Regions from separate parts of the Zea mays genome. Here all the other regions are linked to region 1. Evidence: chromatin contacts called from public Hi-C data. All regions are on one chromosome and are shown on one strand. The core of a region is the stretch at or near the end of the contact, and the rest is flanking DNA. Distances in the headings are between cores, read along the strand shown. Region 1 has its middle 30 kb from the start of LOC103649916. Region 2 holds the start of LOC542131 (NAM-related protein 1). Region 3 holds the start of LOC100274292 (hydroxyproline-rich glycoprotein family protein).

Region 1 (3,244 bases), core at 385-2,884:
GTCTGGTGCACCACCGGACCTTCTACAGTCCTGCTATCATCGAGATCTTAACAGATACCTTCCATTTTAGGCTGACACCGTCACAATCTGGTGCACAACAGACCGTGCCTAGCCATTGTAGTTGAACGTTGAAATCGAAGTAGTTGTTGGACCCAAGTGGTCTGATGCACATGGACCCAGGTCCGTGCACTAACAGTCACAAAACCCGAGAGCAGGCTTTTCTGCAAACTCTCGGTCCGGTGCACACTGACCCTGGTCTATGCGCTAGCACGAGGTCATCGAGTTACATAGCCTCTACACAATAGGTCCAGTGTACACCGGACCATAGTCCGATGCACCAGGCCGCCAATGTTCCTTTTAGCCATCCCTGCAAAAGTGGTTTATTGCACACCAGACCAAGGTCCGGTGCACCACAGATAAGCACATGTTAAATTACCTTTGGCTTTTCTTTTGCAGATTGATCCAGTTGTTCTATTGTGCACTTTTATGACTTAGACGAATATTCTTTGAGTTGTACCAACCACTCTAAGTCATCCCATTGTCTTTACCAAATTCTCCAACTTCAGCTGCCTTCTCTACTTCAACTTTATGCTCCAATTTTCACTTGGAACCTCAAACTTCACATAAAAACAATGATGCCTTATCTCTGAGTTCCAAAGTGTTCCAATGGTCACCAAGAACTTTTCTAAACTCTAAAATGAACCATAATATGAGTCTTCCTTGGATTCTCATTTTGGCTCCTTTATTAAAGTATGCAAACATGAAAGTTGAGAGCACCTAGATGATACTCATTTTAGAAGGAGAGAGGAAACCTAAATATGGGTTTTTTCTCTCCAAAACCTATTCTATATGATATGAGTGAGAGAAGAGAGAAAAGCGGGGCCTAGTTTTGTGGGATGGAAAGAAAAATGATATTTTATTGATATGGGTGTTCAAATGGGTTTTATTGTTGTAGATAATGGTAGGCAAATTGAAAATACATTTTTGGATGGGTAGGCAAAGGACATCTCAAAAACTGAATGGTATTAAGAGTTACGTGCATGCATGCCTATGTTTGGATCCATCGACTTTTAGGCTATTGTCGATGGGAGTTTTGTGAGAGATTTCATTGCATTAAATAGTATGCAATATATGATTTTTGATGTTATGGCACTATATTTATTATAAAATAGGTGAAACTAGTTTCATCACTATGAAACTATACCAACCCGTTTCCAAGATATTGGAAACCGCGTCAAACCACCATTGAGAGTAATTTGTTTCATCTCCATCTATTTCATTGATCCCTGTTGGTTATTTAGATTCATCATTGAAGGCACATGCTAGTCTATGAAGTTGTGACATGAAACTATTGATCATTCTATATTTCATCTTACTTTTATTGACATGACAATATTAAAAATGATGTGATGAAACTACCACTGAGAAGGGTCTTATAACCCCCTGAATCTCAGCCTTGCATTGGATAACCAATGTAGGGCTTGGATCGGATGGGCTAAAATTGACGTTTGGCAGCCCATACAACTTCTTTTTTTTCTTTTTCTTCTGAATGAAGCCCCATGGATACTTATTGATTTATCTTACAAATGTATGGGCCGGTCTAGTAACTGGGTTGGCCCACGGCCGCCCCTTTTCAGTACAAGCAAACCCTTCGAGAGGGCTGGGGTGGTCAAAGCCTCGCCGTCGTCGTTAGCAGGTCACACAGTGACGCTGGCATTATATTCACGCAAGGTCAATGTATATAATAGTATAGTTTAACGCTTTTACTTGTGATGAGGCCGTCCATGGGATGGGATCAATACAAAATCACTGAACTAATCGATTGCTTGAGACTGTACTGTCTGCATATTCCGAGTACCGGAGTACATCCATGCATGGCTTTATATATTCAGGCGTGTTCTTCGTAAACGGCACACTGAGACGTAGCAGTAGAGCTTGTAAATGGCGTAGCTGCATCTTGAACTGAACTTGGTGGATCCTCCAAGTGTCCTCGGTGAGTGCTCAGAAACTCTTGGTGTGGGATATTGGGACCAGGACCACTGGCCGATCGAGGGGGTCTTTCTGCCATAACCGAATATCTGAATAATGGACACTGCAACTTCTGTTCTATCTAAAAATAACAACTTTATTATTAGCATGGAAATACCATTATAAATAGAAAGAGTTGTAGAGTATATCTGTAAAAGCATTTTCCATTGTTGTCAATCTATTAACACCGAGCTTAATTATGTTGATCCATACATTTTTTTATTTGATTTGATGTTGGTGATCAGTCGTCGGTGTTAAAAATACTTGACTTTGTGCAAATCCAGGATAGGAGGGCTAATGTATTTGGGAGAGTAGAGTTTGAAAGGTATACATACATACATACATACATACATACATACATACATACATACATACATACATACATACATACATACATACATACATACATACATACATACATACATACATATGGCTTCACTTCACGTACCCTACCTACCAACCAAGGCAGATCAGAAGAGTCAGAGGGCGATCGAGGCAAAGATCTTCAATTTCAGTTGCCAAGCAGCTTTAGTGTCTTGGTCGTCGGGTAATAATAGATTTGGGCAGCCTTTGCATCGATCGTTTGATGATGCAACCAGCATCGCCTGTAATGCTCAGTCAGACCTGACGGCGCCACAGGGAAGATGTGCGGTAGTGCAGGCAAACGAAATGTCAAAAGGCAGTCGATCTTTAAATTTTCAGTGTAAAATTTAGAGCCTATTTATGTCACTTGTACAACGAAGCCAAGGGAACCGAGCAGGGGTGTTTGGATATAAAGTTCGTCACTATCATTTTGGATTAGGGGTTCTCCTTTTCGTTTCTGCTGTCATGAAATATCGTTTTGACCCCCAAATAAATTGATTTTTGTATTTTTGAATTTAGAACTAAAACAGAGCAGAAACCGGAGCGGAAAATCCATCCCGGACGTGAGCGGGAACGAGAAGTTCAGCGGCTTCTCAACCTTCCTGCTCAAGAATGCATCCCTGCTTAGTTATTAAATATCACATCGAATGTTTGGTACTAATTAGAAATATTACTAATTATGGACTCAACGACAAGATGAAAGCCTAATCAATCTATAATTCATACATGTGAGGCTACGGAAAATAATTGCTAATCATTAATTATTAGACTTAATAAATTCATCTAATCATTTAATCTTCATGTAATTAGTTTTATTAATCTGACGTTTAAACATCTGATCATGGACTAACCA
Region 2 (3,206 bases), core at 341-2,840, 320 kb before region 1:
ATATTTTAAAAACTAATTTCAATGCACATCATCATTTACCTATGAAATGCTAACCTGTTCCGCCGCATATGATAGAATTTTTTTATATAGTCTAGAGGCCCTAGTTCACCTGGGGTCCTCAAAATCATAGGACCGGGGGCTGCTGATACCATTGCGGTTGCGCTGGCTTGTAGGGTCAACCGGTGAAATGATAGATATGCTTGGGTCGATTCATTTCGGTTAGCTAGGGCACGCCCAAAACATGACCGCAGAGGATTAGCTCCATTCAATCGATAAGCATGTACATTCACGTATACCACACCTGGCCCTTGATGAGATGGGATGGCAGTATGGCACACGCCGTACCCATGCATGGACAAGCCCACGTCGCCGCCACTTTTCTACGGAAAGCGCCAGCACACATGCCACGCCATTTCACCAAGCCTGGACGGCACACATAGGCATGGACTCTAGCCATGCACTCCATGCACGCGCAGAATGTGTGATGGATCGGTACGCTGGATCAGAACGCGCGCGTAGGTTTCCTGACTTAATTCCTTTGAAAGCAAGGAACTGAAAAGGAAAATACCCCCTTCATTCCATGCATGCATAAATCAAGCGGTCGTCGTCGCCGCCTGTCCTGTCCCTTGGTTTGGGTGGCACAGTAACACGCGAACTGACCATGGTTTCCAGGGCTGGCTAGGCGCGCTTGGACCGACGCACACTTGTCACTTGCATTGGTCACCATGTAATCTGTGTTATCTATGCACGGTTTGTGTGTGTGTGTGTGACAACAGGCACAAACAGGCTATATATCGTCCAGCAGATAGATGATAGATACATCGGGTGTCTACATGCATACGCAGCCAGGGACAGCCGGACAGCACACCGCATCGGCACAACGGCCCGCGCGCATGCACGCACGCGTTTCTCCCATGCACCTAAAACTGACCGAGAGTAGTGAAGAACACGACGCTCCGGCGCCGCAATAATGATCAGCAACCAGATCACGACGACCCACATCTATCACTGGACTGCTTGTCCCAGATGGATGCCTACATCTACAGCAGCTTTCTATCGCGAAGGCGGCCCCTTGTAGCTAGCGGCCGGCCGTCAGCCGCGCGCGCATGCGCATGTCGACGTGGGCGGCCACCAGCCGCGCAGCCCTCTTGTTCATGCAGCCGGCGATCGACGGCCTGAGCAGACATGAGCGGCGCGCGGGCGGACTCACGCATACGTCCACAGGAATCGCATGCCAGGGCTGGCCGGGCAGAGGCAAACCGGAGGTAGAGACATTCCAGAACCCGGCCTCCATTCGGCACCTGTCGCCAGCACCAGCCGAGGCCCCGGCGCGAAAGTGAGCCCGGCCTGCGCGACGACAAGCGTGGCACAGTTGGAAAGAACAAGCGTCCAATGGCCAGTAGAAACAGACAGCACCGAAAAAGAGGGCCGCCGGGTATAGAGGCAGGAGCAGGAGGCTTCAGCGGAAAGCGCCTTGCGCGAGCACGCTTCCTGCCTATTTAACGCGCGCGCTGCAGCGTGCCTGTGGCTCACTGCACTACCAGAACACAACTCGCTAGCTCTGCATCATCCGTCGTTCTGGTGAGCGAGCGAGCGAGTGAGAGACCTAGCTAGACTGACCGGCGGCCGCCGGCAGGCCGAGAACGAAGCGTTTGTGCATGTATGAAAGTTTCGATTTTTATACTGTCGTCTACGAATTGTTCCTTGATATAAATGGTTGTTGTTAGTGCTTCATCGATCTGATCTCAGTGAAGGAGCAGGAGCCATGGCGGACCAGCAGCAGCCACAGCAGCAGCCGCAGGAGATGGACGTTGACCGTACCGGTGGCCTCGAACTGCCTCCAGGGTTCCGCTTCCACCCGAGCGACTTTGAGATTATCAACGACTACCTCACGAAGAAGGTGCACGACAGGGACTACAGCTGCATCGCCATCGCGGACGCCGACCTAAACAAGACCGAGCCATGGGACCTCCCGAGTATGTAACTAACGAGCGACCTCGATCGATCGATCTATCTGTGCATGCAGCTAGCGGATGCTGCTGCTAGTGCTAGACTAGACATGCTAGTCATCGAGCTATGTGTGGACTGACTGATACACGGTGCTTGTTTCGATCGCATGCATGCCGCAGAAGTTGCAAAGATGGGCGAGAAGGAGTGGTACTTCTTCTACCAGAAGGACCGCAAGTACCCGACGGGGCTGAGGGCGAACCGGGCCACTGAGGCGGGTTATTGGAAGGCGACCGGCAAGGACAAGGAGGTCTACAACCCCTTTGCAGCGGAAGGGCTGCTGCTGGTCGGCATGAAGAAGACGCTCGTGTTCTACAAAGGCAGGGCTCCCAGGGGTGACAAAACCAACTGGGTGATGCACGAGTACAGGCTCGAAGGCAGCGGTAGGCTCCCTGCTAGTCCTGCATCCGCATCCGGCTCAGCCACCAACATCGCTGCGGCCATGATGAAAGCTTCAGCTTCGGCTTGCAAGGTGCGTGGTACCAGTAAGTAATATATATCATCATCAGCAAGCAACCATGATGCATGCATCCACATACTACTTTCTTTGTTTGCTTGCCCGCCCACGGTCACGGCTTACAAATGAAATCCGCGCAGGATGAGTGGGTGGTCTGTCGTGTGTTCAACAAGACCACCGGGATCAAGAAGACGGCTGCGCCGGCATACCAGGTGGCCATGGCCGGTCCTGAGATGGATCAGAATCAGAACAACATTCCGGCCATCCCCATCCCCATGCCGCTGCAGCTGCCACTGCCCGTGCCCATGCAGATGCAATTTCCCATCCTGCCAGATTTTGCCATGGACCCGGTGGCCCCCTACTACCCCAACCCGAATGCCGGCGCGGGGATGATGCCGCCTATGGCATTGGCAGGTATGGGTGGCGCCGGCGGGCTCCAGATCAACGGCGCTCTGTTCGGCAATCCGGTGCCCGCGCCGCTGCCGATGAACTTCTACCACCACCAGATGGGCATGGGGGCAGCAGCTGGCCAGGTGGACATGGGGGCAGCGGCTGGCCAGATGGACATGGGAGCAGCTGGCGCTGGCGCTGGCGGCTTCGACGTTGCAGCGCCGGAGAGTAGGCCGTCCTCGATGGTGTCACAGAAGGACGAACAGGCTAATGCCGCCGAGATCTCGTCGATGATGTCTGTGACCGGCCCAGGGTCCGCGACCACCACCATAGAGATGGATGGCATATGGAA
Region 3 (3,267 bases), core at 625-3,124, 430 kb before region 1:
TGGCCTCCTCAACGGGGAGTAGGTTTGCAAGAACCGAACCTCGGTAAAACAAATCTCCGTGTCTCTCTTGCTTATTCGCTTGGGATTTGTTTTGCGCCCTCTCTCTCGGACTCATTTATATTTCTAACGCTAACCCGGCTTGTAGTTGTGTTTATATTTGTAAAATTCAGTTTCGCCCTATTCACCCCCCCCTCTAGGCGACTATCACCAAATGTAGAGAGAAAATAAGGTTAGATAACAAGTTGTTAAATTTAGAAAGTTCATTTAGAGAACTGTTGGAGAATAGTTTTCATGTTAACTATCTAAATTATTGATTTAGGAAGTCTTTTAGAGAACTACTAGAGTTGCTCTTAGTTGCTATTCAACTCTATTTACTCTCCACATTTAGCAACTTGGTAGGAACTCCCTAAATACAGTTGACGTCAATTTCTTCACACTAGCGTGATTATTTTTTCCTTTCCCACACAGTGAGGTAGACAGGTATAGTATGCTCTTTTTTCACTTTCTAGCATAATGAGATATTTAGGTCAAACATGTATGATACAAGTTTCTCCTTCACCGTCGAACCCAACTTCTTCATAGGTTGCGTCACCGGACCACCACTCCTCATAGTTCATATCAACCGGCCTTTTCTCTTTCGCCCTCACATAGGGGCAGGGCCACTAAATCTAGATTCAAAATCGAACCACTTCATAAATATGAGCAACTATTGGAGACTAAGTTAATTTTTACTTCCAATAGCTATTTAGCAACTTGCTAAACATGATTTTAGCAAGCTATTTTTTAGAGAACTATTGGAGTTGCTCTTAGCATGTAAAACACATTTATGCCGGTTACATAGTGCATGCGTTGAGATTAGGCACAACAAGTCGTTCAAATGGAACATAAATCATTGTAAAGGCTAAAACTTATTTGAACAAATGCCTCGTTATACCAAAATGTACCTATAAAATATACGAAAACCGCAGCAACGTGTGAGCAAATACAAGCAATCATGGTGGCTACTTTTGTATGTATCTTAGGGCATGTTTGGTTTCAATTAGTTCTAGAACTAAACTTTAGTCCTAGGACTAAAGTTTAGTCCCTATATGTTTGGTTTTAGGGACTAAATAGATTCCAAAGTCATTAAATACATTGTCCAAAGACTCTAATACCCTTAAAATATACTTATAATATTAGTTATCTATAAAAAGGTAAGGGCAACATGATAATTATGAGCTTTTAGTCTCTTTTAGCACCTATGTGAAGGACTAAAGACTAAATCATTTTAGTCCATATTTTAGTCCTAGTGTTTGGCAAAAAAGGGACTAAAAGAGACTAAAAACTAGAGACTAATCTTTAGTCCCTCTAACCAAACATCCCCTTAGGCTCCGCTCAAGAAGAACCGAAAATTCATGGACAACGAGGAGACATGTAGCCTGTAGGTCATTTTTTTTTTAAAATTCGTGAGCATAACACGTGAGCAGCAATATTACATCATTGCACCAACGTGGCAGCAAAACTGACAAATTCAGGAAGACCACCTGGCAGTTGGCGCTACTTGCACGTCGCTGATCCAATACGCTACACGTACGCCCTCGCGACGCGGTAGACGGAAATCCTATGCACTTGACTGTGCATCACCATCATCGATTCATTTCCTTCCGGTTCGGCTTCGCCCGTCATCGATGCCACGTGGTGCTCCTCGCTCGCAGGCCGGCAAATCGAATCGAAGAATGCCCGTGGTCCACGCGCCGCGGCTCCACCTGTCCTCATTCCCCACCCCGGGTCAGCTTCTCCCAGACCGGGCTCGACCGAACCGACCAGATCAGACCGTCCCCATATAAGGCAGCCTTCTCCGCGGCCCCGATCGATCCATTTCCCACTCGATCGCCAATAATGGAGTTTCCGCACCACCACCACCACCACGGCCATCGCCGCGACGACGACGAAGACGACCGCAGAGGCCCGCCTCCCCCGGTCTACGGCGGCTACGGCCAGCCACCGCCACCCGACCCGTACGGCCGCGCGCCCGTCGACCCCGATCCGTACGGTCGACCTCCGCCCCAGTCCGCGTACGGTGGGGCCGGGGACGCCTACGGCCACAGCGGCCAAGGCTACGCGCCCCCGCCGGCCTACGGCGCCGGGGGCGGGTACGGCAACGTCGTCCACGTCGCGCACGAGGTCGGCGACGAGAGGCCTTACTACGGCGGCGGCGGCGGCGGTCTTGGTGGCGCCTACGGAGGCGGTGGCTCCGAGTACGGCCACGAGGGCCGACCGCACCACGGCGGCGGCGGATCCCAGTACGGCCACGAGACACGCCCGCACCACGGCGGCGGGGGCGGCGCCCCGCCTGTGAGGCAGCAGACGTACAGGATCTACTGCAAGGCTGGGGAGGACCAGTACAGCCTCGCCTCCCGCGACGGCAAGGTCTGCCTCGTGCGCACGGACCGTGATGACGACGCGCAGGTAACGATTGCGGTGGCGCCCTGCCTAGCCAAAGATATTTGTTCCATTTTACTGTACCCTGCTCTTGCTGTTGGGCGTTGATGTAGACGTGGCCTGATCCTGATCATGTTGAGTTTGAACTTGAACTGCCCCAAATCCGAGTTCTGATCGCGGGGTCTGGACGAAGACTCCCGTCCGGTCTTGCTTTGGAAATTTGGCGGCTTCGTTGATGCGATCTCGTTTTGTCTTTTTTCTTTGTCGGGATTGGCCAAGGAATTCATCGGTTCGACATTTGTCTCCTTGCCTTGTGGTGACTTCATACAACTTTGCTTATGATGCAGCACTGGATCAAGGACATGAAGTACAGCACCAGGGTGAAGGATGAGGAAGGCTACCCTGCCATCGTCCTCGTCAACAAAGCCACTGGAGAGGCTCTCAAGCATTCCCTTGGCCAGTCACACCCTGTAGGTCTCTTTGCTCGATGCCACCATCTATGCTTCTTCATTGTCTACTTTTAACAGTCATCTACCTGTTATATAATCACAAAATGCTTGTGGAAATGTACTCGGTGTGACGGTGTGACCATCGATCTTCTATGTACAACTTTGAAACCCATGCTAATGTCACACCCAAACTTGCGCTTGCAGCATTCCTTATACTGCTGCCTCGTGCCTCCTAACATGGAACTAGATTTGCTTCAATACTCAAATAGTATCAGAAATGAACAACAAAGCTTGAATCAATGCACAGCTGAACTTAGTGCAGAAAATTAACGCAGGCCTTTTCTCTTGATTGTGAATAGTATGACTATTTGTCTTGGTTATCAGTTAACTTAGATTG

The links. Hi-C and Micro-C count contacts between places; a contact is called where the count stands out from the background.
Region 2: a contact with region 1 is called in a Hi-C map of tassel, with 7 times the contacts expected there. The contact joins the promoter of LOC542131 here to the enhancer-like site in region 1. A contact is called at or near these places in 4 of 25 Hi-C or Micro-C datasets (ear, leaf and tassel).
Region 3: a contact with region 1 is called in a Hi-C map of tassel, with 2.6 times the contacts expected there. The contact joins the promoter of LOC100274292 here to the enhancer-like site in region 1. A contact is called at or near these places in 2 of 25 Hi-C or Micro-C datasets (ear and tassel).

What each region holds. Positions count from the first base shown.
Region 1 is chr3:31,583,846-31,587,089 of Zm-B73-REFERENCE-NAM-5.0, reverse strand. No RefSeq gene overlaps it. Among protein-coding and RNA genes, the nearest start is that of LOC103649916, 30 kb to the right of the region's middle. Within about 2 kb of position 1,634, at least 13 of the 20 cell types and tissues checked have an H3K27ac peak or open chromatin away from gene starts, as enhancers often do. A contact at or near this core is called in ear, leaf and tassel, where this site is marked.
Region 2 is chr3:31,903,630-31,906,835 of Zm-B73-REFERENCE-NAM-5.0, reverse strand. It overlaps LOC542131 (NAM-related protein 1), which reads left to right and starts at 1,590. Exons shown (of 4, transcript NM_001111762.1): 1 at 1,590-1,660; 2 at 1,750-1,976; 3 at 2,130-2,479; 4 at 2,605-3,206. The coding sequence starts at 1,766.
Region 3 is chr3:32,013,788-32,017,054 of Zm-B73-REFERENCE-NAM-5.0, reverse strand. LOC100274292 (hydroxyproline-rich glycoprotein family protein) reads left to right here and starts at 1,874. Exons shown (of 4, transcript NM_001148656.1): 1 at 1,874-2,448; 2 at 2,769-2,891. The coding sequence starts at 1,879.